Regions from separate parts of the Macaca mulatta genome. Here region 1 is linked to region 2. Evidence: chromatin contacts called from public Hi-C data. All regions are on one chromosome and are shown on one strand. The core of a region is the stretch at or near the end of the contact, and the rest is flanking DNA. Distances in the headings are between cores, read along the strand shown.

Region 1 (7,421 bases), core at 175-2,674, 150 kb before region 2:
TCCTGCCTCAATTTTCACCATTACTTTTTTTTTTTTTTTTTTTAAAGTAAGGGCTCTGTTACTAGGGAGGAAAAATACATAAAGTTTTAACAGCCTGATGACATCTTAGTTCTGATCAGTTTATCTGACAGGCCTCCCATTGCTCGGAACTCCCACGACATTTAGGAGATACCTTTTGTCACAGCAATGTATAGGAATGATCTCTTTTCCTGTGTTTCCAAGCCACTGTAAGCTGCTTTGGGTGATTTCCAGCACCAGGCACAATTTGCCTGGCACATGGCGGGCCTTCAAAAAGATTGTTAAACCAAATTTAAGCAGCCTGCTCCCTAGGCAAGCCTTGTAGAGTTCCAAATGAGTGCCTGAAAAAGCAAGCCAAGGATGTAGTCTTGTGGTGAGGAAGTTTTCCATCAAATGCACTGCTTTGACCGATTTCTGCAAAGGGCGAGAGAACTACCATAGACAAACTTGCTCCTGTCACAGCTTGGCTAACCTTGACCCGTGGCTTATCTATGAAGGCGAGCAGCCTGGTTCTAATGAAGAGAATTGCCATCAGTAATTAAAAGTGCATCATCTACAGACCCAGCCCTAACCTCATAATCTAGTGTTCCTCATCCCAACAAGACCGAACCGGCTTCCTGAGGACAGGTTCTGCATCATGTACATTTCTTGTATTCTTAAGAGTCGAGCACAAAGTTTGGCACATAATAGGAACTAAAAAAATGATGACTAACAAATATGTAGTGCTTACCAAATGCCGGGCACTCCTCCAAGCATTTTATATGTGTTAAGTCATTTAATCCTCACAACACTAAGAGGCAGATACTATTGTTATTATCCTTATTTTACAGAAGGGGGAAGCAAAGCACCTAGGAGTTTATGTGACTTGCTCAAGATCACACAGTTACACAATCCATGCTTTCAGAAACTATGCCTTAGTGCGTTTATTAATTAGTATCATTTTTATTTTTATAGAGACGGGCGGAGGTGGGGGATGGAGGGGAGTTGTCCCCATGTCGTCCAGGCTGGTCTTGAATTCCTGGGCTCAAGCAAACCTCCTGCTTCGGCCTCCCAAAGTGCTGGGATTACAAGTGTAAGCCACTGTGCCAGACCCTTAGTGTATTTAAACAGGTGTGAATGAATAAATCTCTCCCGGAACCATAACTTTATAGAAAATTGTTTGCACCTCCTGGTACACCACTAAGGCACGGAGGTTGTCCCTAGCGCAGGGTCGGTCATTCGTTGACCTTTACCCACCCTCAGTTCCTATCGCAGTATTACTTCTCGCGCCATAGCAAGCCTACCGTGCGTAGCTCTCGCCACCAGGGGGCACTGTGGCCACACGTCCTTTCCCCCTCCGGCGCTTCGCGACCCCCAGAGGGGCGGAGCCAACGTTGGGCGGAGCCCGCGAGACGCCCACAGCGCCAGCTATCCCGGCGGGCCGCGCGCGCGGCCGCGTTTGAATGGCCCCTGACTGGGACTCGGCCCAGAAGCCGAAGGACGCTCTAGGCTGCCGGGCGCGGATCGTCAGCGCCGAGCCTGGGCTGAGGCGCCGCGGTACCATGAGGCGCCGGTAAGTGACTGCCGAGCTGGTGCGAGCCCCGCGCCCGCAGCTGCCCTGCCCTGGCAGCGCTTCTCCAGCCGGGCTTGGCCGCGCCCTGGGCCCACCTGCAGGCCCCGCGGCGGCCTCGGCTCGGCCGGGCTCGCGGCCGCGCTGCGGGGTCGCGGGCCGGGGTGGCAAGGGCGGGGCTGAGCCCCTCAGCTGGCCGCGGCGGGGAGGGTCAGGCGGCGGGCGCTGGGGGGCTCCAGGGGCCTGGGCCGGGAGAGGCGTGGACGGAACTGTTGTCACTTATTTATCTTCGGGTGGAGTCGACAGCTGCACCCGGGGAAGGGGAAGGACAGAACGAGTGTGGGGCGAGCTGTTTTGAGGACAGGTTTTCCGCAGAGCGCCTAGGCCCGGCCCAGGCATTTCCTTATTTTCCGACGGGTCCTCGGATTCCTGACAGATGAGCTTTTGTTTCGCAGGACAAAAACTTGACGTTATGCATAAGAATTGTCGGTTGCAACTTTAAAAACCTTACTGTATTTTCTGAAAAGTTGGTCTGTAACAGTATCTAGGCTTTTACTACGCTCTTAAATTGCTTAAGTATGGAGATAAGAAAGAGTTTTTTTGTGGCTTCTAAAGCTCCTTGAAAACAGAGGTACCTATGTCAGTTTCTTTGCTGATTAAAAAAAAATTGTAAGAGAAATTAGTTCTGTAATAATCATCAGTTCAGCACTCGCGAGAATTATTAGAAACTAGTCCACCTAATAGCTTAAATCTGCTGGTTTTTTGGAGTTTCTTTGGATAGCCAGCTTCAGACTTGAATTGAAACATCATCCATTGAGGCTTTTACTTGGCTAATAACTAATATTAGCCAATAATAATATTAGCCAGTGTGATGATAAGGATGGACAATATTTATTTTGTGCTTTCTATGCCCTAGGCGTATTAAGAGCTTTGCTTTGGGACAGATACTGTTATCCCCATTTTGACAGTGAAGAAACTAAGGCACAGGGAATTTTAGTATTGTAACTTGTACCGTGCAGGGTTACATAGCTAATATAATTAACACCCAAGCAGGCTGACTCCACGCTTTTAACTCTGCTGCTCTACTACTGCCTTTATCTGTGGCTCTTTTTAGTTTACAAAGCCCTTTCATTTCATTTATTTCAACTTCGGAGACCTGAGTGTGCTTTTGTGTACACATACATTCATTCATACACCATTCAAGTTTTCTGCTCTTGATTATACTTAAGGTTTGTGTCTGAACAAAAATCCATTGACTATTTTAAGATAAATAGAGTTCATAAGTTTTATGTGTGTGTTATAATTTATATTTTGAATTCCTTTATGTCCTTTCCTGAAAGTTTTGAAAGTGTTAGTCTTAGCAACTTATGTATTACTTTAAAATTAAAAATTATATGTTAAATGTTTTCACCCCTAAAACTTATTGAGTGGTTATTCTGTGCTTGAAATGGTTATACTTAAACTAATACCTCCTTGACAAGGAATAAAGTTCAAAAGCAAAATCACTTAGTAAGAAATCAGCAGTTTACACTTATTTATAGCAGAGCTTTTAAATGTTGTTCATCAGTCACAAAGCTTTTGATGGCCTATATGCCCAACAGGGTGGTAGACCCAATTGGCTATACAAAAGGAATGTGCCGCAAGAATGACACTATGGACTTTGGGGACTTGGTAGAGAGTGGGAGGGAGATGAGGGATAAAAGACTACACATTCGGTACAGTGTTCACTGCTCGGGTAATGGGCGCACCAGAATCTCAGAAATCACCACTGAAGAACTGATCCATGTAACCAAACACTACCTGTTCCCCAAAAACCTATTGAAATAAAAAATAATAAAACTTAATAAAATAAGAAATGTGCCAGGGCAACCAACCTTAGGGAGATTAATCTAGTTTGGGTTATGAGATTAAAAACAAAAAATATGTATGACACTCTTCATTAGTACAGTGGATGAATGCAGAACTGAACTGGGTAAAGCTTCTGCAAAGAACCAACAATTGGAGGATTTATGTAGGGCACTGAATAGAAGGGTGGATGGTGGGACTAGGCAAGGTTGGTAATCCCGGCACTTTGGGAGGCCAAGACAAGAGGATCCCTGGAAGCCAGGAGTTCGAGAGCAACCTAGGCAACATAGCGAGACCACATCTCTACAGAGAATATAAATTTTTTTTTTTTTTTTTTTTTTGAGACGGAGTCTTGCTCTGTAGCCCGGGCTGGAGTGCAGTGGCCGGATCTCAGCTCACTGCAAGCTCCGCCTCCCGGGTTTACGCCATTCTCCTGCCTCAGCCTCCGGAGTAGCTGGGACTACAGGCGCCCGCCACCTCGCCCGGCTAGTTTTTTGTATTTTTAGTAGAGACGGGGTTTCACGGTGTTAGCCAGGATGGTCTCGATCTCCTGACCTCGTGATCCGCCCGTCTCGGCCTTCCAAAGTGCTGGGATTACAGGCTTGAGCCACCGCGCCCGGCCGAGAATATAAAATATTTTGCCAGGCATGGAGGCAAGTGCCTGTAGTCCCAGCTACTTGGGAGGCTGGGGTGGGAGGATCGCGTAAGCCCATGAGGTCAAGGCCACAGTGAGCGGAGATTGTGCCACTGCACTTCAATGCAGCAACAGACCAAGACCCTGTCTGTAAATATACAGTAAATAAGGGTGGATGGGCCGGGCACGGTGGCTTACGCCTGTAATCCCAGCACTTTGGGAGGCCGAGGCGGGCAGATCACTTGAGGTCAGGAGTTCAAGACTAGCCTGCACAGATCACTTGAGGTCAGGAGTTAAAGACCAGCCTGGCCAACATGGCAAAACCTCATCTCTACTAAAAATAAAAAATTAGCTGGGCGTGGTGGCACACACTTGTAATCCCGTTACTCAGGTGGCTGAGGCATGAGAATCGCTTGAAACTGGGAGGCAGAGTTTGCAGTGAGCCAAGATCGTGCCACTGCACTCCAGCCTGGGTGACAGAGCAAGACTCCGTCTCAAAAAAAAAAAAAGGGGGGGGTGGATGGGGAATTTTAGTGAGGAAACACTATATTCAAAGACTTGCCAATGAAAATGATTTTTCTGGTTTTTGTTTTGTTTTGTTTTGACGCAGAGTCTCGCTCTGTTGCCCAGGCTGGAGTGCAGTGGAGTGATCTCAGCTCACTGCAACCTCTGCCTCCCAGGTTCAGGCGATTCTCCTGCCTCAGCCTCCTGAGTAGCTGGGACTACAGGTGTGCACCACCACGCCCAGCTAATTTTTGTATTTTTAGTAGAGGCGGGGTTTGGCCATATTGGCCAGGCTGGTCTCGAACTCCTGACCTCAGGTGATCTGCCCACCTCAGCCTCCCAAAGTGCTGGGATTACAGGCATTAGCCACCGTGCCCAGCCTGTTAATATTTTAATGTGATTATTTCTTTCAAGTCTTTTTTTATGCTGATAACTATTTTTCTTTTTATAAAACTGGAATTTAGCCTTTTTCTTTCTGTGAAATTTTTTTTGACTCAGCACATCATGTATATGTTCCATTCTTTTTTTTTTTTTTTTTTTTTTTTTTTGAGATGGAGTCTCGCTCTTTTGCCAGGCTGGAGTGCAGTGGTACGATTTCAGCTCACTGCAAGCTCCGCCTCCTGGGTTCAAGCAGTTCTCCTGCCTCAGCCTCCCAAGTAGCTGGGACTACAGGCGCGTGCCACCATGCCCAGCTAATTTTTGTATTTTTAGTACAGATGGGGTTTCACCATGTTGGGCAGGATGGTCTCAATCTCTTGACCTTGTGATCTGCCTGCCTTGGCCTCCGAAAGTGCTGGGATTACAGGCATGAGGCATCGCGCCGGCCAAAAACTTTTTTTTTTTTTTTTAAATTTGCTCTCTTTCCACAGATTCTGAGAAAAATGCTCTTTTTAATGGTCATAGTATTTTTTGTGTGTGTTCTTTTGAAACTGGGAATTTTGCTTTGTATTCCAAAGAGACATTTTGAAGGCAGAAATATTGGAACATAGTTGATTATAGAAAAAAATGGAGGTAAAAGTCTATGGCATCGCCAAGGTTTTTTATCTGGGAGGCTAAAGAGTGGTGGAACCACTGAATTAAGTTGGGATTCTCATCATTTTCTTAACATGTTAACTGCCATTCACAGAGACCCATAATGAGATTTTAATGAAGATTTTAATGACGACTCTTGATGTCTGTCGTTTACATTCTTCCTAAAATTCCTAAAATTAATTTTCCTTGATTTTATTCTTTCTTATTTTATTTTATTTCTTTTTTGAGACAGGGTCTTGCGCTGTTGCCCAGGCTGGAGTGTAGTGGTGTGATCTTGGCTCACTGCAAGCCTTCGCTTCCCAGGTTCAAGCAGTTCTCCTGCCTCAGCCTCCCAAGTAGCTGGGATTACAGGAGCACACCACCACGCCTGGCTAATTTTTATATTTTTAGTAGAGACGGGGTTTCACCATGTTAGCCAGGCTGGTCTTGAACTCCTGACCTCAGGTGATCCTTCCATCTCGGCCTCCCAAAGTCCTGGGATTACAGGCGTGAGTCATCACACCTGGCCTCAATTCTTTCTTAGCAAGCCTTGCCCTTTCCCTTTTTTTGGAAAGATTTTTCAAAATATTTTTTTCTATTAGAATACTAAATAAGGCTTAAATTTGGTCATGAGTCTTTACTTTGAGAGATTAGACTAGTTTTGATTTGTTGAAATGTATAGATTGCTACCTTTTTTTGTTGTTGTTTGGTTTTTTTTGAGATGGAGTTTTGCTCTTGTTGCATAGGCTGGAGTGCAATGGCGTGATCTTGGTCCACTGCAACCTCCGCCTCCTGCATTCAAGCGATTCTCCTGCCTCAACCTCCCGAGTAGCGGGGTTTACAGGCATGTGCCATCACACCCAGCTAATTTTGTATTTTCAGTAGAGATGGGTTTCACCATGTTGGTCAGGTTGGTCTCGAACTCCTGACCTCAGGTAATCTGCCCACCTCGGCCTTCCAAAGTGCTGGGATTACAGGCATGAGCCACCGCTCCTGGCTCCAGATTGCTACAGTTTTACAAGCAAGAGGTGAGTAGAACTCCTTTAGCAAGGGAGTAGGAATTATCTTTAAAAATTCTTGTCCAGGTCAGGCACAGTGGCTCACACCTGTAATCCCAGCACTTTGGGAGGCCAACGGTAAGAGGAAAGCTTGAGCCCAGAAGTTTGAGACCAGCCTGGGCAACATAGCAAGACGCCATCTCTACAAAAAATTTTAAAATTAGGGCCGGTGGGTCATGTCTGTAATCCTAGCACTTTGGGAGGCCAAGGCGGGCAGATCACGAGGTCAGGCGATCGAGACCATCCTGGCTAAATTGATGAAACCCCGTCTCTACTTAAAATAAAAAAAATTAGCTGGACATGGTGGCACATGCCTGTAGTCCCAGCTACTGGGGAGGCTGAGGCGGGAGAATCGCTTGAACCGGGGAGGCGGAGGTTGCAGTGAGCAGAGTTCGCACCACTGCCCTCCAACCTGGACGACAGAGCGAAATCTGTCTGAAAAATAAAATAAAATTAGGCAGGTGTAGTGGTATGTGCCTGTAGTCCCAGCTCCTTGGGAGGCTGAGGTGGGAGGATTCCTTGAGTCCAGAAGTTGGAGGCTGCAGTTAGCCATGATCATGTCACTGCACTCCAACCTGGGTGACAAAGCAAGACCCTGTCTCAGGGGAAAAAAAAAAAAAAGTATTGTAACAAGATGCATCATAACATTACACCTGTCAATGTTATATTGATGTTTTATGAGTCATTATACTTGTTGATCTATGTTAGTTAATTTGGTGCTTTCTGGAAAATGTATTTAGGAATATAATGTTTTTTAATTAAACACTTTAAACCTAATACAAATGGTACTTTTACTAGGAGC
Region 2 (6,534 bases), core at 2,418-4,917:
CTTTATAGGGGACCAGTCCCATCCTGCCCGAGATTCTACTACCCTGAAGCCTCCCTGGGACATCCTGTGAGAGACTGATTATCCTCTTCAGTGGTAGGCTGAAGCTCTCCCATACTCAGGTACATTTCTAATTCCCAGGACAACTAAACCAGCTATTTTTCCATCCTCGTAGCAAATGACACTGAAAAGGACCTGGCCTACACTAAGACACATGAAGTCTGGTGATTTTTAAATCCAGCTGCAGATGTAACCAACAAGTTAAATAATGTCTGACAGGAGTGCTTCATCTTTAAAATCCTTGTTGTGCACCACACTACTGCTTCTTTGTGGACTTTTGTCCACAAAGGTCCTTTGATTCAGTTTGTTGCTACACACTCAGAGATTTCAATTAAATGTGTTTTTTTTTTGTTTTTTGTTTTTTTTTGAGGCGGAGTCTCGCTCTGTCACCCAGGCTGGAGTGCAGTGGCCGGATCTCAGCTCACTGCAAGCTCCGTCTCCCGGGTTCACGCCATTCTCCGGCCTCAGCCTCCCAAGTAGCTGGGACTACAGGCGCCCGCCACCTCGCCCGGCTAGTTTTTTTGTATTTTAATAGAGACGGGGTTTCACCGTGTTTGCCAGGATGGTCTCGATCTCCTGACCTCGTGATCTGCCCATCTCGGCCTCCCAAAGTGCTGGGATTACAGGCTTGAGCCACCGCGCCCGGCCTAAATGTGGTTTTTAATAATCCTCATGCTGTCATGCATGTTAACTGTTTTATTTTCATGCATTACTATGACCTACACTTTGTTTTTAAAAATGAAGCTTTCAGATCATTTTCAGCTTCGTCGCACCCTCAAGTGTGCTTTTCTGGCCTTCTCATTTTTGACTGAATTTGGAGAGGAATGAAGAAGTCATTTTTAGGCCCTGATTTGAAGGACCTATCAAAAAAGAAAGTCTTTCCACCCCCACCCCACCCCGCAACCCACTGCTTGGAGGCAGCCAGTTGACCTGCTTGTGTCTTGGTGTGAATTGGGGATCTGAACAAGGGAAACTGGAGGCTGCAAAAGGGCTCTGGAAGAAGTTCAAAAGCAAATTTGTTTTCCACATTTTGCTCAGATTTGCCCTGTGAAGAGATTAGAAAGCAAGATCTCTGAAAACAATATAAGAACCTTAATTCAATAGCCTGGAGAAAATCTTCAGCCAGTGAAGGGCTCTTACACAATTAGTCTTCCTAAGAACAGAGCATAAATCAATGGTTTCAAATGGGCACAAAATAGAATGCAAAATATATATTTTTTTAGATAAAAGAAAAAATTTCCACTGGCAAAAACTAGAATAACTGACTATGGAGACTTTATTAGCAGAATAGAGGCCCCTTTAAAGGACTGGGTATGACCAGGTTTCAGTCCTTCCAGACGCTGGATTCTGAGAGGAAGGATGGTTCCCTGGAGATCAGCATGGGTTCAGTGAGTACGAGGAATTGGCATTGGATATGAAAGGGAAGAGCAAGACCTTTACTCAGATGTAGGGACAGGAAAACAAACCACAGTATAGACCACATAATAGCTGCATTATAGATAGTGATCAGTTTATGACGATACATATTCTTAGAAGCCAGTCTTGTTAACAAGTGACACTGATGTACATTCTCCCGGTTCTCACTGGCACAAGACAGCTTCATAGACACATACATACTGCACAAAATTCTATGACAGGTTTCCACAGGAAAAGGTTTCCACCTGGTCTCTGCTATTTCCTACAGAAGGGACAAAAGTTCCCTGAGTCACTGTTCACTGTTACCCAGTGTGCTTCCTCCTGTGAAGGGCCATGAGCCTATCTCTTTACTTCATTGGCAAACTCCAGTGGCATCAAATGGCCTTGGTCATAGACAAGAGTCATTTAATACGACAGCAATTGCTGCAGCTGTGACCCCTTCCATTTGGCAACAGACCTTGAGCCTTTACAAATATCTTCAAGGACTCAAAATGAGATGTTTTCTTTTTGAAAATATACAAACCAGAATCAGCTTGCTCTTCCTCAGAGGATGTTGACTGTGGTCACTGTTCTTTTGAGAGGAGTCGTTAACTTTTCAGGGTAGCTTGCTGTTCCCCTGCCAGTACAACTTCTCTTCCACTTTTTTCTTTTTCCATCGGCAGAGAAGCAGCATCTTAAAGGTCTTCCTGAAGGTTCTGTTGCAGAGGGCATAGCAGATGGGGTTGACAGTGCTATTGACATAGCACAACCAGTAGCCCAAGTGCCACAGGGTGACTGGGACACACTTGTCACAGAAGGTAGAAACCAGGACCATGATGTTATACGGGGTCCATGTGATGATGAAGGCCAGGAGAATGGCACTCAGTGTCTGGGCTGCTTTCCTCTCTTTGACTAGGACCATTCTCTTTCGTTTGGTCATTTGATGGCTGGGGTTGGGATTGAGGCCTTTCGTTGAAGGCTCCTTGGCCACTGGGAAGGAGCAGGGCATGATTTTCACCTTGTGACAGCCGTTGTTGTTCTCCTGGGTCCCGTCAGCTTTTACCACCAATCGGAACTTATAGGCCACACATTTCTGACTCTTGGGTCTATGAGCAGCTGCTGGAGACAGAAAGTAGTTTGGGGTGTCAGAGTCATGTTTTTCAGTTTGAGCTTTCACAAAAGTTTCCTCAGCGTCTTCAGAACTGAATTCTTCCCCTGGGCTTTCCTTACCCCGACTCTTGTAGACCACTTGGAGGACAGGGTCAGTGGCGGGCTTGTCCTCATCCTCTGAGGAAGGGTAACTGCTACAGGTGGTGAGCTGCTCAGCTTTGGCCTGGTTGGTGCTTGGGTCAGTGGCTTGGGATGGCTTCCCACTGGTGGAGGCGCTCCTGCGGGAGGATGACCAGGAGGTCTGGTTCCTTTCCCTCTGGGCCAGGGTGGGTCGAGGACAGCGCAAGCAAGATCTGAACGGAGCCCTATGAGCTGGCTTTCTCTTCTCAGCTTCGGTCACAGAGTCAGAACCCTGGAGGTCAGCCAGGTCCTTGGTTCGCTTCTCTGTTTCCCGGTAGATTCGACAGTAGAGGATGGTCATGACAGAAACAGGGATGTAGAAAGCAGCAATGGCAGTGCCAAAAGTGATGGTGGGCTCTGAGAGAAACTGGATCTGGCACTCATCCAGTGGAACTGTCCGCTTCCCAACCAAGTACTGCCAGCAGAGGATTGCTGGGGCCCAGAGGATGAAGGAGATCAGCCAGGCCAAGCCAATCATGACGCCAGCCCTTTTCGGAGTACGCTTGGCCCGATACGTCAAGGGTCTTGTGATGGAAAAGTAACGGTCAAAACTGATCACCAGAAGGTTCATGACAGAAGCGTTGCTGGCCACGTAGTCCAGTGCAAGCCAAAGGTCACAAGCCAGACTCCCAAGAGCCCAGCGTCCCATGAGGATGTAGGTGGTGTAGAGGTTCATGGAGAAGATCCCAATGATGAGATCTGCACAGGCTAAGCTGAGCAGGTAATAGTTGTTAACTGTCTTGAGCTGGCTGTTGACTTTGAAGGAGATCATGACCAAGACATTGCCCACAATAGTGATCAGGCTTACCACAGCAGTCACTGCTGCAATGCTGATGACTTCCCACAACCTGTGGCGTTCCAAAGGCTGGTGATATACTGGGGTGCCATTGACGGTGGTTGCATTGTGGTAAGAGTCCCCTTCCATCCTGGTGCAAAATTTTTATATTAGAATAGTCTTAGGTTCTAGGCTGTTCTCGATTTCAGCTCTTGTTGGCCAGCATCTGGAAGAGAGGGAAACACATGAGCTCCGCACAGCAGCATGACTTTCTTGTCCATTCATTGTTTATAGTTTCTAACAATATTAAACGTGGCTGCACACATATTCAGAGCAAGATGCTGGGTAAAGTTTGATCACCCATTTTTAATGGCATCTTTTGCTGCCATTAATGGCAGCTTTTGCTGCTAATGGCCTAGTGCCCTTCTTCTGCGTGAGGCTGCTGCCCTCTTGTGGCAATTTTAAAAAGGGCTGGGAAGACGAGGAGGGTGAAGGGAAAGGAAAAATAAAAGGATTGTTGAGAAGCAGTAAAGAGGGGAAAGCAGGGATGTTAAATCACCTTAGATTGCAGTGGCCGTAAGGGCAGAGACCTTATTTTTTTTAAGATTCTGGTGATAAATACCTAAATTGTCATGCACTGGGGAAAAAGTGGTATCTATTCTATAGTCCCAGTCTCCATTATTAAACATTACTGAGGTGCTGTTGTGAGCCAAGACCATATTATACCGCTTCTTTTTGCCCTAATGCACAAACTGCAAGTGCATGCCTGGTTTTCATCTAGGGGATTTGACATTTGCCCCCGCTGCTGAAGATAAGGACCTTCTCTCTGTTCCTGGACTATTTGCAATATCATAGAATCGTTTTAGGTTATCTTTTTTCTGATTGTAGAGTGATATATTCCTCATAAAAGTTTGAACAATGTCAAAATGTAAATCTTAGAAAGCAAAAGTCTCTTCTAATTCCATCTTGCAGAGGTAATCAATGCTAACAGTTTAGTGTATATTTTGGCATTTTCCCATATGCATATACTAATAAATAAATATTTAAATACAATTGCCCCTATGCATATACTAATACTTTTACCATTTACAATTTGAATTTTGTTTTTAACTTAACAAATGAATTATCACGGACAGCTTTTGTATCAGTACATCGAGAGCTATCACTTTCATTGTACATTATTCCACTTAATGGATGTACTATATTTAATTAGCCCTCTGTTGACAAATTTTAACTTTTAAAACTAAAAGGAAATTTTCCTTTTGTAGATTAAAAAAATCTATGTACATGATAAAGATTTCAGTGGGTACCAAAGGATAAATGGCAGGAATTAGGTCTCCCTCCCACCTCTGACCTCCAAGCTTGCAAGCCCCCCTTTTCAGAGGTAATCACTGCTACCATTTATTTTTCCTTCTAGAGATACATGTGCATACAATGTATATTTGATGATATATAACAAATACCACCTTGACATGATAATGGGCGGTAAAAGGAAAAAAAAATCTTTTTTTTTTTTTTTTCGGAGGGGGACGGAGTCTCGCTCTGTTGCCCAGGCTAGAGTACAGTGGCGCTATCTTGGCTCACTGCAAGCTCTGCCTCCCGAGTTCACGCCATTCTCTTGCCTCAGCCTCCAGAGTAGCTGGGACTACAGGTGCCCACCACCACGCCCGGCTGAGTCTTGCTCTTGTCGCCCAGGCTGAAGTGTAGTGGTGCCATCTCGGCTCACTGCAACCTCCACCCCTCGGGTTCAAGCAATTCTCCTGCCTCAGCCTCCTGAGTAGCTGGGATTACAGGTGCCCGCCACCATGCCCGGCTAATTTTTGTACTTTGTAGTAGAGGTGAGGTTTCACCATGTTGGCCAGGCTGGTCTCGAACTCCCGACCTCAGGTGATCTGCCCGCCTCAGCCTCCCAAAGTTCTGGGATTATAGGCGTGAGCCACCGTGCCCAGTGAAAATCTTTTTGTTGACCCTTAAAATACCCCATGTGGGCAATTTTGTTTAATGGGGTATTTCTGCTCTACCAAAAGTCTTGACACTTTTTTGATAACAGTAACTGACATAAAGATGACAAATTTGTGAAGGGCTACAGTTTTCTTGGCTTTGCTTTATATTTCCAGCTGTAATTTTGGGTGTTTTCGTAACACCTCAAATTCAACATGGAATCCAGTTGATGATATTGTCTTGCACCGGAAACCAGCTTCTCCCATCTTCCCAATCTTGCTTGCTTCTTCACCTCCTGAACACATGCAGTCTCACTGACCCACGAAGGCCCCTCTTTTTGGTCCCTCTCCATTCCTGATGCTCCATCTGCTACCTTCTACCTCTAACACCTTGGCGTTGTCAACATTTTTCAAGCTGTTAAAGCAAATTCTAAGGTTGCCAGGTCATTAGGTAGAGATTCCCTGGCATCTGAAAAAACCAAAGTTACTCTACACTCTACAATTCTCTGGGCAAATGTCTTCACAGATGGTCTTCCAATGGTCAGATCTAAGCCACACAGTGCCAAAAAGGGCCTGTGGAAGTCCCGTTCTCCTTTATTCTTTCTTTTCTTCCTTCCTTTCCTGCCCCCCTCATATTTGAATGTTTATTATGGGACAGACTCTAATGCTGGTGATACCACGGAACAGGCCAGTGTCTCTGCTCTTAAGACACTAGTTGGGAATGTGGATAAATAAGCAGATAGAAATCGCAGGCGTGCAGCAGGCCATAGGCACACCTGTGAAGGACCTCCAACCTCGTTGAGTGGACATGGGAAGCACTTCCTGAGGAAGAGACCTAAGGGACCAGACTTGAAGAATGAATCACCAATAGCTAGACAAACGGTGGGTGGAGGCTGGGGATGGTAGTGCCAGAATGTTTCAGACAGGGAAGGGAGGAGCTTGTTTGTCAGCCCAGAGGCAAAAGAGGAGGAATGGAAAGAAACAAGGTAGCTGGAGCCAAAGAAACCTGAGAAGTGAAAGGTGAAACTGGAGAGGCTGGCAGGAGAAGGAGGTGCAGGAGAGGACCTGAGAGAAAAG

Evidence for each region. Hi-C and Micro-C count contacts between places; a contact is called where the count stands out from the background.
Region 1: a contact with region 2 is called in a Hi-C map of liver, with 7 times the contacts expected there. The contact joins the promoter of KATNBL1 here to the promoter of CHRM5 in region 2. A contact is called at or near these places in 6 of 14 Hi-C or Micro-C datasets (CD4 T cells, blood, cortical neurons and 3 more).

What each region holds. Positions count from the first base shown.
Region 1 is chr7:11,399,737-11,407,157 of T2T-MMU8v2.0, reverse strand. KATNBL1 (katanin regulatory subunit B1 like 1) reads left to right here and starts at 1,424. Exons shown (of 11, transcript XM_077939076.1): 1 at 1,424-1,570.
Region 2 is chr7:11,254,473-11,261,006 of T2T-MMU8v2.0, reverse strand. CHRM5 (cholinergic receptor muscarinic 5) reads right to left here and starts at 3,667. Exons shown (of 1, transcript NM_001032931.1): 1 at 2,069-3,667. The coding sequence starts at 3,667. The coding sequence ends at 2,069.